Linked DNA regions of Columba livia: regions 1 and 2 are each linked to region 3. A link is a contact called in public Hi-C data. All regions are on one chromosome and are shown on one strand. The core of a region is the stretch at or near the end of the contact, and the rest is flanking DNA. Distances in the headings are between cores, read along the strand shown.

Region 1 (3,755 bases), core at 1,015-3,514, 170 kb before region 3:
AGCCAGGTGGAAGCACCTTGGAAAACAGTTAATGTTCAGGAGTTATCGCCTTACTAATTTGTAGGTTAGCTAAAAGAAGAGCTATTTGGTGCCTTTTTAATATTTGTCTTCAAAGCTCAAATGTGAAAGTTTGAGTTTCTTTTTGTTCTGTGCTTTTGATGGACTAGTGGTGCAACCTTTACTGGGAATGCAGGTTTCTTTTACTGGGCCTTTAAATGAGAATAATAGCGCCCAGGTTCTTCACTGGTGGGAATTACTGTAGATGAATTTAACAAAGTTACTATCTCTCGGTGACTCAGGGAAAGGGAGATCTGGAACTGTGTCTTTCATTTTTTGCTGTTGCAGGTTTTGCAGAGGACACATTAACCTGGTTTCCATTTTTTTTTTCCACTTGATCATGCAGAGTGATGAAAATAAAGCAATAGTCTTCTCAGAAGCAGATGCCAATTGAGTCATCACCCCTGGAGGTGTTTAGAAGACATGTAGATGAGGTTCTTAGGGACACGGTTTAGGGATGGACTTGACAGTGCTAGGTTAGTGATTGCACTCAATGATCTTTAAGGACTTTTACAACTAAAACGCTCCTATGATCCTATTGCTTTTTTGAAACCATAGGACCAGGCTTCACTCTTGTGTAAACAGGCACAGATATGTGTGAGATAACCGGAGTTGTGCAATTCTGCTCAACTCCAAAGGCTCTCCTAACTGTTTGCATGGCTGCCTTCTCTAGCAGAGTAAAGCTTGTGATGAAATATTAGCAAAGGAGAGTTTGGCCTCTGACCAGGATTTCAGCTCAACTTGTGTAAATGCAATGGTCACCTTATGCAAACTGCTCTGGCAACACTCCCACTGCTTCCTTGTGCCTGTCTGCTAAGTTGCTTTTCAGTTCTCCTCCCACACACAGGTTTCTGTGATACAAAGCCAAGTGGTGCAAAGAGAGTGACTCTGCTGTCACCTGGCCACCAGCATCTTTCCCCCGCACAGCTGTATTTGGTCACAGGCAAAGAAGAAACATGCCCTAACTCATGGTGGCACTTCTTACAGGGTTGTAAGCATTACTATGGAAAGCACTTCATTCTATAACACACGTACCAACAAGAGAAACAGCTTTTGTGGAAGCTTTACTCCTTGGTAAGTTGGATCTTGGTGGTGTGAGCTTTGCAGGTCCAGGTCATGGACCAACACCACTTCACACGTTGGCACTAGCAGGATTGGCCTGTGGAGACAGAAGCTGGGAGCTCTGCTGAGTCTGCCCACTTCACCTGGTGATTTCCTTGGAGGCAGAGGGCTTTGTTGCACCAAGACTAAGGGATGCAAAAGAATGGGAGCATCTTTGGGTTTGTCTACATTTTTCATTTTATATTAAATACAAGAAATAGGGTAAAGGTATTTTGCCAGTACAAACGGAGGTGGCTGCATAGCAAGTGGGAGGGCTGTGCCCATTCACAGCAAGTTGCATCCCAGTTTATAGCTCAGGGACGTGTGCTAGCACATGCCTTTTCCTTCTGTGCTCATAGAGAACGTAGCACAATAGAGTATGGTTTCAGAAACCGCCATAGCACAAGTAAGAAATGGGTTACCGAGTATTTTCTTTCCTTCTTCTCCTGCAAGAGTTTGGTCTATTTTTATAGAGTTATATGTACGATGAGCCATATTGACAGCTTTTCAGCTCTGTTTCTGTTTGTCACACTGCTGGTAGGTCAATTCATAGCAAAAAGTTCATAACTTGGCTTTTTTCCCCACGTAATCAGTATTTGTTTACAGAGATTGGATCTGTCATTCCAGATTAACAGGCAGCCATGTAACGATCTGAGGATTACCATGAGAGCTCAGTTGTGTGTGTAAAATTTGAGCGTGCACAGCGGTATTTGTTTATGGATAACCCTTCAAATATATGGGTGGTTGTAAGAGCAGATGTGTTTCACAGGAGTTTCAAGAATAGCATGTTTCAAGTTTCTCAGGCGTTTGTTGAGTGGAGTCTGGAAGGCAGATCCCTGTGTGCAATGTCCTGCAATGACACGGGTGGCAGGAGCGGGAGACTGAACGTGGTGGCATCTTTGGCTGGGAGCAGCATGACGGCTGGGCTGCATCAGTCCGTTTATTGCTCAGCCACCTCTAGAGGGTGACAAATGGCCACACTGAAAGTTGTTATCACAACTTTGTCATGACACACTATCATAAGATGTTGTCATAAAGCTATATGGCAACTTTGTCATAAAACTGTTTCTTATCAGTGCTCTTCTGGCACTCCTTTGTAGACTCTGGTAGCAGGGAAGCTGTGGAGCTGTTTGAAGAAGGTTAGCAGTAAACAATCATTTACTGTTTCCCCTAATGCAGGAACTGGAGAACGTCAAGTGAAATGCTTTCCATGCAGTTGAACTGTGGCAATCCTCGTACAGGGTGTTTGTGATGCTAACACTTCACATATAACATCCAGAAAGTCCTTGTGTTGCAGATGTCTGGAAGAGAGGATGATTTGTTGAGGCGAACAAGCTTTCTCTGTACTCTTTGCTCCTGGGCTGCAGTTAAGAAACTGGATTTGAATGACCTTTGGTCTGACTTGGTATGATAGTTCTTGTGTTGGGATGCATTATAATGGAACAAAGCATAACATTTTGTAAGAATCATGTGGTTTTGTTCAGTATGATTGATACAGACTTGGAAATCACACAAGGGTTTTGCAGTAGCGTAGTTGTATGCAGTTCTCCAAGTCAGAAAAAAGGTAACATCTGTGGAAACACAATGCGTGAAACCAGCTCATCAGTAGATCATTTAAATAAGCAGAAGAAAAAAACGTAACTGCTTTTCCTCCCCAGAATGATGACAAAAGTTTTAAGCAAAATATCCTCGTTTTTATGTGGAATTAATAATTCTAGCAAAAACTTTACATTTTTGGAAATCAGAAGAGGGTTTCTATCCAGCAGGCAAGTGAACTCTAGGAACACTAACAAGACAGAATGATCAGTGGTGCAGGGGTAAAGATGTGATGTGGAAACTTGTGAGTGCAGAGGAAGGTCCTTACATCCGCTCCCAACATAAAGATATTAAAAAGCATATTTTCAGGATCAGTATATTACATAACCGGAATTGAAGGAGAAGCTCTTTTTATATAGGAAAGTGAAGGTAGGATTTGGAATGTGATGTCAGGAATTGTTAAGCAAAATGCCAAATAGACACAGCTGGTTTGTCAGGAACATCTACACATCTATTTTTCTTTTGTGGGGGACTGCAGAGATGCTGATGATACAATTACGTATTATGGTGCTATTGTTGCATAGAGAATGTGAGAGGAATGTTTGGAAGGAGGTACAGAAATAAAAAAAAAAAAAAAAAAAAAAAAAAAAGGTAAAAAATGAGAACCACCAGAACAGCCAAGCTGAATAGTACCAGCTGAGGACCTGACTCATTTGGTGATGTCCATGGCACACCAGATGCATGCACATGTATTGTGCTTATTGCCCTGTGGGAGTAGCTGAAAGAAAGAAAAAAGACATTTCTAGAACAATACTTGCGTAAGACCCATATTATACTACTTACCCCCCTGATGTGGCATGGTTTTAGAGTAATTATGTGGGTGTTTGGTGTTTGAAGGAAAAAGGAGAGATACTGCAATGAATCACCTCTTCTCCCCCTCCTGGCCTTTGCACCATGGGCAAGGCTGGTGGTACTTCAGAGCTTTCTTGCTGTACCACGAAGATGTGCACGGACCTTTTAATGTTACATTGAACCATTTTCCTTCACTTGACATAATCCAG
Region 2 (3,472 bases), core at 401-2,900, 230 kb before region 3:
CAGTAACAGAAAAAAGATTTAAATTAATAAAATAATTACTCTATATCATACTAAGCTTTCTGTCCAGTCCAAGTTGGGGTATCCGTGCCCATGAGATGACTTCCTTCTGCTGCACCCCTGTGTCCATGGTGCTGTCACCTGCTGCATTTCCTCATACATTCACAGCCCCGCCTAATGGCACAGGCTGGCAGCCAAGTGTATGCCACTGCAAGGAGAGGAGCACCACTGGTATTTAAAATGCAAATTATGGGATAAGGAGCAGCATGACAGAGCATAGTTACAAACCCAGCAGACTTTGAGGCTCTTACAAATTGTAACAAAGCACAATGTCCAATGTGTCACCCTTTCTACTTCTATTTACAAAGGCTTGCTGGCAGTTTCCCGCTCCTTGGCCCACAGGACTTCAGTTATTGCTCTCTGCTCCTCACTCAAGAGCCAAGCACTTATTAGATGACAAAGAGAGTAGATAATGGATAACAACAACAGGGTTAATTCTTCTAATTTCTGGGTCAGGAATAGGCTGAAGCACAATCAGAGATGTAAAACACAAACAACAACAAAAAAACGCCAACAAAACAAAAAACCCAAACCCCCACAAACAAACAAAAAATACAAACTTAGAAACAGCATGGTGTTTGGAGGGAAAACAGAGAAATCTCAGTGTAGTGCAAATTACTACAATGCTCAAAGAGGAAGAACTTTGGCAAATGACTGCTAATCAGCCAAGGTGCTCTTAAAACAGATAAATGCATCCCCACATTTCACATGACAGTGAGAATGAAGATTAACCCTTGACCTGTGTATTTGCCCCATACAGAGTGTTTCCTTCAGCTCCTGATGAAACAGGGCCCCAGTCTGGCTCATTTGCAGGCACAGCTCAGCTGCTAGAAGAGCTGGGCTTCGCTTCTTGACATGCCTCGTCTTCTCACTCTACCTTTTGCTTTTCTCATTGTCTCATGGATTGTTGACGTTTGGTTACCTACCTACTCGTCCCCCTCCCAGTCCTGCTCTGGAGAGTGCACACAATGTGCCTGGTCTTTTATTTCTCTTCACTCTGGGATTAAGAAACAAATAAGCACATCTCAACAATGCATGTTGTTTTTTGACCTTCAGCAGTTCATTTGTGAGTTTGATTTTTCTTTCTTCTCCTCCAGTGTCTCCAGTAACCTCAAGTCTCTTGAGGCCCTCTCATCTTCTCTCCAAGGTCTCTTCCTAACTCATGTTCCCAGAACTGCTTGTCATGCAGGTAAGGGGAAGCATTAGTTTACTAGAAAGGGAATTATGCATTTAAACGTAACCAGTCTGACACATATTGATTTTTATTTCAGGAGTTAACATGTAAAACACATAAATAAAATGCAGAGTTCAGGGGCTTACTGCTAGGTCAGGCTGCACCCTCTCCATCACTGATACCTGATCACAGCAACGTTCACTGATTGTCCAACTCAACTCTCCACACTGACCCAGCTGCAGACTTTCTCAGGAGGTTCAATTCCTGCTGGGTGATTTACATCACAGCCCCCTGTGTGTGTGTGTTTGTAACTCCACAGTGGTACAATGACATACCTCCTGCCTTCCATGTCTGAACCAGACCTTAAACTCTAGAGTGTCTCCTGCCTTACGCGGCTTTACAGACAACATACCATGTCACTGTCAAAGTCCTCTTTGAATGCACACAGTGAGGGTGACTCTGTGCTCCAGGCAGGTGTGCCTGCCATATTCAGCTAACGTTCCTGTACCTGAATGTGTCCTATGGCTCGGGGACAGGAAATCCCAGCACCCAGGCATGGTAACACCATGGGACTGCCAGAGGGCTCACACAGTGCTGTAGAGCAATCAAAGAAGAGATGTATGTTCTGCTTCTGAAAGATGGTCCCTTTAAAAAAAGAAGATGCAGTTTAAGGCCCATTAGCCAGAGATTCCTCACAGCTGCCGGGCTGGTGACCCATTGGTTTCCTCCAAATGTCCTTAACCCAAAGCACCTGCAGCCTCCCCTAGAGTTTTGTATTGACTTTCAGCTCAGTTTCCCCCTGTTAGCACAAAGGCCTGTGTTACATTTTTCTGCTCGTTGAGATCTGCAAAGGGATGATGATTTACAGCTCTGGGGTCTTCATGGGCATGTGGTGGGTGCTAAGGAGAATATTTTAGTCAGTGGAATTGTCCTTGCGAGATCAGATTCCTCTTGCTGAGCTCTTCTTTTTCTGCCTCTGAGGGCAGTGGAGCTGCAGAGGGGTGAGTACTTGGGCATTTGCTTCTATCGGGAGTGACTGTGGTTTGTGCTCGGGGGGTGCTGTGTTTGTCTGGCCCCCCAGTGCAGAATGGGTTCAGGCTGTGCTAGGTGAACGCCTTCCTGCCTTCTGCTTGCTGGCTGCCATGTGCTTCCATTCACGTAATTGGTATACAAGCTATTCTGGAGAAAAAAAAAAGCTCGTTTCTGCAGAAATCTGTTGTGCCCTTTATTGCTCTGACTCTGCACTCCGTGTTTTATGTGTTTTAATACTAAGGTGGTTGTGGCCCCTGCCATTTCACTTGCTGTTTGTACTCAGCTCCCGATTGCTTGAAAAACCTTAATGCTGACCTGTGTTTATTGACAATGGAGCTTTTTGTGGTTTTGTGGAAAAGTACATGTTGTTTCTGATCATGAAGGGAATTAATGCAGAAAATCACAAGTTGTCTACCTTTCAAAACCTTAGGCATGTGGCTTTCTTTTCACTTAACGTCTTATTGGAGGTTGCTATTTTTAAAAACCATAGAAACACTTTTTGTAGTGCAATGTACATCTTGGGAAGGCTTTTTAAGTATCAATGCAATTCTTAAAGAAACCTTTTTGTACTGAAAAACTTACCAATATTGTTCTTAAATTTACTGTGAGCTGTGTTGAAGTAACACAGAAGATCAAAGAAAGTGACTAACTGCCTTCTAGTCAGCAGAATTACCCAGGTGTTCCCTGTGACTGTACCTGTTTGCTACAGATTGGTCTGATTTCACATGAGGGAAAGAGCGAAGAGAAAAAACCTTGTTGGATATGAGAAGCTACGATATGTTGGTAAAGGAAACCACTGTGCAAACAAAACCATCACCCTCAAATGTCTTTGATTGTAAGAGAGCTTCAAAGGTCCAGGTAACTTTGTATTTGGTGTGTAAAATGAAACTTTTAGGCACTTGGCTGGCAGTGTAACTGAACTGCTTCTGTGGGTGGTTCTTGAAACTGGCAGGTGTTGTCTGTATTGCTTTTGTAGGCTGTTCAGGGCCTGAATGGGAGCGAAGCATCTCCTAATGGATTCTCTTGCCCTTAGTAACATGTTTTAAGGTATTATTTCTTGACTATACCTAAGAGGCAGTCCAGTCTACATGGTGTAAAGCAGTTGTTTTCTGCTCTCATTCTGAGAGGGAGGCTGTACTTTAGTAATTCACTGGTAAGAGGCCATAGGGTTTCCTAGAGAAATCTAGGTGGTGACAAGTGAAGTCTACT
Region 3 (3,467 bases), core at 673-3,172:
TGGAGATCTCCAGCTCCCTGTTTCCAATTAGGAAGCGACTTTGGCTCATTCCACCACTGCAGCCACTCCTCGTTAGCAGCACAAATTGTTCAAATCCTCACTCAGGCTCTGATTCAAGGAAACTTCCCTGTTCAGTAAAGCACTTCGGCACATGCCCCAGTCCTGCTGAGGTCAATGAGGCTGACGCAAACACTCCATGCAGATCACAAGCTTCTCAACCTTCCCTAAACCGGCACCTCCTGGCACAGGGAGGGTGGAGGGACCCCTGGTCCCCACTGCACAGCCTTGAAACTCCCTCGCACCACGGCCGCAAGACCTGGCTCAAGTGGTCTCGTCTCCTCGTGCTTTGATCTAGGCTTAGCTTAAGCATAGCCCGTCCTGCTGCTTTCGGCACCTTGTTGCCCAAAAGGGCAGTTCAATCTGCATCTGTGTGTTGTAATGAACCAGTCAGTGATGAATTTACTATTTACCCCACTTCTTGGCCAATTTTATTGATTTTTAGCTAAGGATTATTCAAGCTTGCTGGCCGAGCACTATTCCACGTCAGTGTGGGTGGCAGGATCTGTCCCTCATTTGTCGTCCTTCCTAGTTTATTGCCTTTGTTTCTCTTTTCACAGATTAATTACAAACATCTCACTCTGCGGAGCAAACTCCTGCTGTATGGTGGTTGTGTGATCTCAGCGCCATGAATTATAGATGCCTGACATATCACACCAAGCTATTATGATTTTTTTTTCCACAAGCAAGCTATGAATTATGAAGAAGATCTATTAAATTTATAATATTCTCTATCACTGGTATAGGAACGGGAAGGCCTGATGTTGCCTTTATATTGCACTCCCCTCCCCCTTCAGGCTTGGGCAGAGCAGACACCAGAATATGCAATATGGACTCTGTATATTTTGGTAAAATTATTTATATTGTAGAGATGTTGGCCCCGGAGCCCTTCCCCTTAGCTGGAGACCATATGTCACGGGTGTATTTGCACTGCTGGGGCTGCGGCAGGCTCAGGATCCCTGTGCCAAGGGCTGCGGGTGACATGGCACCACCACCGGCCCCCGTGGCCTCCTGCCCTGGGCTTGTTCCGTGGGAAGGCCGGTGGTGCTGGGGTGGTGTTCACGTGGCGTGGAAGGAGGTTTTGACAGAGGGCAGAGAACACCCGAGGCCGCACAAGAGGTGAGGGACACCCAGGGACGGCCCCAGCTGCCCCCCGCAGCCACTGCCCCTCAGCCACCCCTCCCCAGCGGTTTCCCCTCGGGTCTCCCCTCAGAGGACTCCCCCCGCCATTTCCCCTCAGTGGCCCCTCCTCAGCCGCTTCCTCTCAGGGGTCTCCCCTCGGCCATTTCCTCTCAGTGGTCTCCCCGCAGCCGACTCCCCCCAGGCTCTCCCCTCCCGGGTCTCCCTCAGCCGTGTCCCCCGCACTCTCCCCTCAGCCATTTTCCCGCCCCCGCACTCTCCCCTCAGCCCGCAGTGGGGGCGCTGCCCCGCCCCCCGCCTCGCGCCTCCCCTCCCCCTCCCGCCGGCCGCCCCGCGCCGTGCCCGCGCGCCGCTGGTGATGTCAGCGTGTTATTGACTCTGCCGGTCTGAATGACTGAGCACCGGGGAGGGGGCGGGGAGCCCGCGCCGCGCGGCGCCCGGCCAGGCGGAAATGGGCGCGCAGGCTGCGGCGGGGGAGGGGCGGGGAGGGCCCGGACGCGGGCGGGAGGCGCCGCGAAATGGCGGCGGCGGCGGCTGCACTGTGCTCCGAGTCGGGGCCGCCCCAGACGCCCGGGGCTGCGGGGCCGTGCTGCTGGCCGTGGGCAGTCCCGACCTCCGCTGGAAACACGGGACGGGAAACGCTGCAGGCGGGCGGGAAGCGGGTTCACCCCGTCCCGCGGTGGCAGCGGCCCTTGGCGAAGCGCTGAGGAGAAGGCAGAGGGGTCGGGATCCCGAGCCGGCCCGGTTGTTGCCGCTGCTGGTAACAACGTGGGACCTTCGGCCGGCGTGGCGGTGATCGGCGAACTGTGAATGCCCTGGTGTTCTCGCAGACCGCCGGTTGTGTGTGACCGTGCCGGATGGCGGCTGCGCGGCCCTGGCCGAGCCTGGTGAAGGGCTGGAGCACAAGGGTGATGGCAGCGGGTGAGGGACTGGGGGTTCAGCCTGGAGAACAGGAGCTGAGGGGACACCTTACTGTTGTCTACAACTGCCGGAAAGGAGGTTGTAGCATGGAGGGTGTTGATCTCCGAAGCAACAAGTGATAGGACAAGAGGAAATGGCCTCAAGTTGTGCCGGGGAGGTTTAGTTTGAATATTAGGAAACATTTCTCCATGGAAAGGGCTGTAAAGCATTGGAACAGGCTGCCCAAGGCAGTGGTGGAGTCGCCATTGCTGGAGGTGTGTAGAAGACATGTAGACAAGGTTCTTTGGGACGTGGTTTAGTGCTAGAGTTAGGTTATGGTTTGACGCAATGATCTTAAGGGTCTCTTCCAACAGAAATGACTCTATGATTCTATATTCCTGTCCAGCTCCTGCCCGAGCATTTGGTGTCTTCCCAGCAGCTTGGTTACTGCAGTGTCCTTTTCCTCTTGCCCTGGCAGGTCTGAGCCTGCCCCGTTCCTGCTCTGCTCCATCCAGAACACAGCTGCGCTGGTCACCTTCCTCAGCCCGTCCCTTTGGCCAGGTCACTCTTGTGCACCTCCACTGCTTCATCTGCTCCGTCAGCACACGCACACATACATGTCTCGTTCTCACTGTCCTGGCCAGCTGCGCTGTGCCTGTATTGCCTCAGGATCAAACAGAATCTATCACCTACTTCTTCAGTGTTCAGACAAGCCATTTTAAGCTTTCTCATGTGTTTCCCACTTGGCTTTGCCATGAAGTTACAATTTATTGCAGCGGGGAGGCTGCTGGGGTGCTCTGTGTCCTACCCCGCAGCCTCACCTCGTCACGTTTTCCCGTCTGCCTCTTCCCATGTGTTGCCTCTGGACTTGTAGCTGGTCTGGAAGCTCCTTGAGATGAGTAGTTGTGTTTCTCATTGGGACGGAGGCATGGAAAGCATGTGCGGGGTGCAGGGCACGTTTCCCTGCTCAGCTTGGATCAAAGCGAAGGATTAAGCAAGAAGCTGTCTCTGCTTGTAGTGCTTGGTCATTAGCACAGGGATTTTTCCCTGCCCAGCAAGCCATGGTTGGTGGCAGGAGCTGTGGCTTTGTCAGGGTGGATCTCGGTGTATGGAGCTGAGGCTTCTCCCCCAACCCAGACCCATAGGGTATGAATTTCCCAGGCCGTTGAAATCACTCGGAGCTGCACTGGGGTGCCTGCCCTCGCGGTGCTGGAGTCGCCTGCCCTGAGAGCAATTTGCCCTGTTGGTGGGTGTGACAGGTGGCAGTGCAGTTCAACGAGGGACACAGAGAGAAGATGATGGCACTTAATTTTTAGGCTAGCTCGATGCTATCATTGCAAGCAGCAGGCATCCATGCTGAGCATTTGGGC

The links. A called contact is a pair of places that touch in the nucleus more often than the background predicts.
Region 1: a contact with region 3 is called in a Hi-C map of crop, with 2.4 times the contacts expected there. The contact joins two enhancer-like sites. A contact is called at or near these places in 2 of 2 Hi-C or Micro-C datasets (crop and liver).
Region 2: a contact with region 3 is called in a Hi-C map of crop, with 2.5 times the contacts expected there. The contact joins two enhancer-like sites. A contact is called at or near these places in 2 of 2 Hi-C or Micro-C datasets (crop and liver).

The regions. Positions count from the first base shown.
Region 1 is chr9:10,662,402-10,666,156 of bColLiv1.pat.W.v2, forward strand. All of the region lies in intron 3 of LOC110361785 (a long non-coding RNA gene), which reads left to right. Among named protein-coding and RNA genes, the nearest start is that of TBL1XR1, 200 kb to the right of the region's middle. Within about 2 kb of position 2,265, at least 1 of the 3 cell types and tissues checked has an H3K27ac peak away from gene starts, as active enhancers do.
Region 2 is chr9:10,599,316-10,602,787 of bColLiv1.pat.W.v2, forward strand. LOC110361785 (a long non-coding RNA gene) reads left to right here. Exons shown (of 14, transcript XR_002418583.2): 3 at 1,155-1,246. Among named protein-coding and RNA genes, the nearest start is that of ZMAT3, 210 kb to the left of the region's middle. Within about 2 kb of position 1,651, at least 1 of the 3 cell types and tissues checked has an H3K27ac peak away from gene starts, as active enhancers do.
Region 3 is chr9:10,830,954-10,834,420 of bColLiv1.pat.W.v2, forward strand. No RefSeq gene overlaps it. Among named protein-coding and RNA genes, the nearest start is that of TBL1XR1, 33 kb to the right of the region's middle. Within about 2 kb of position 1,923, at least 3 of the 3 cell types and tissues checked have an H3K27ac peak away from gene starts, as active enhancers do.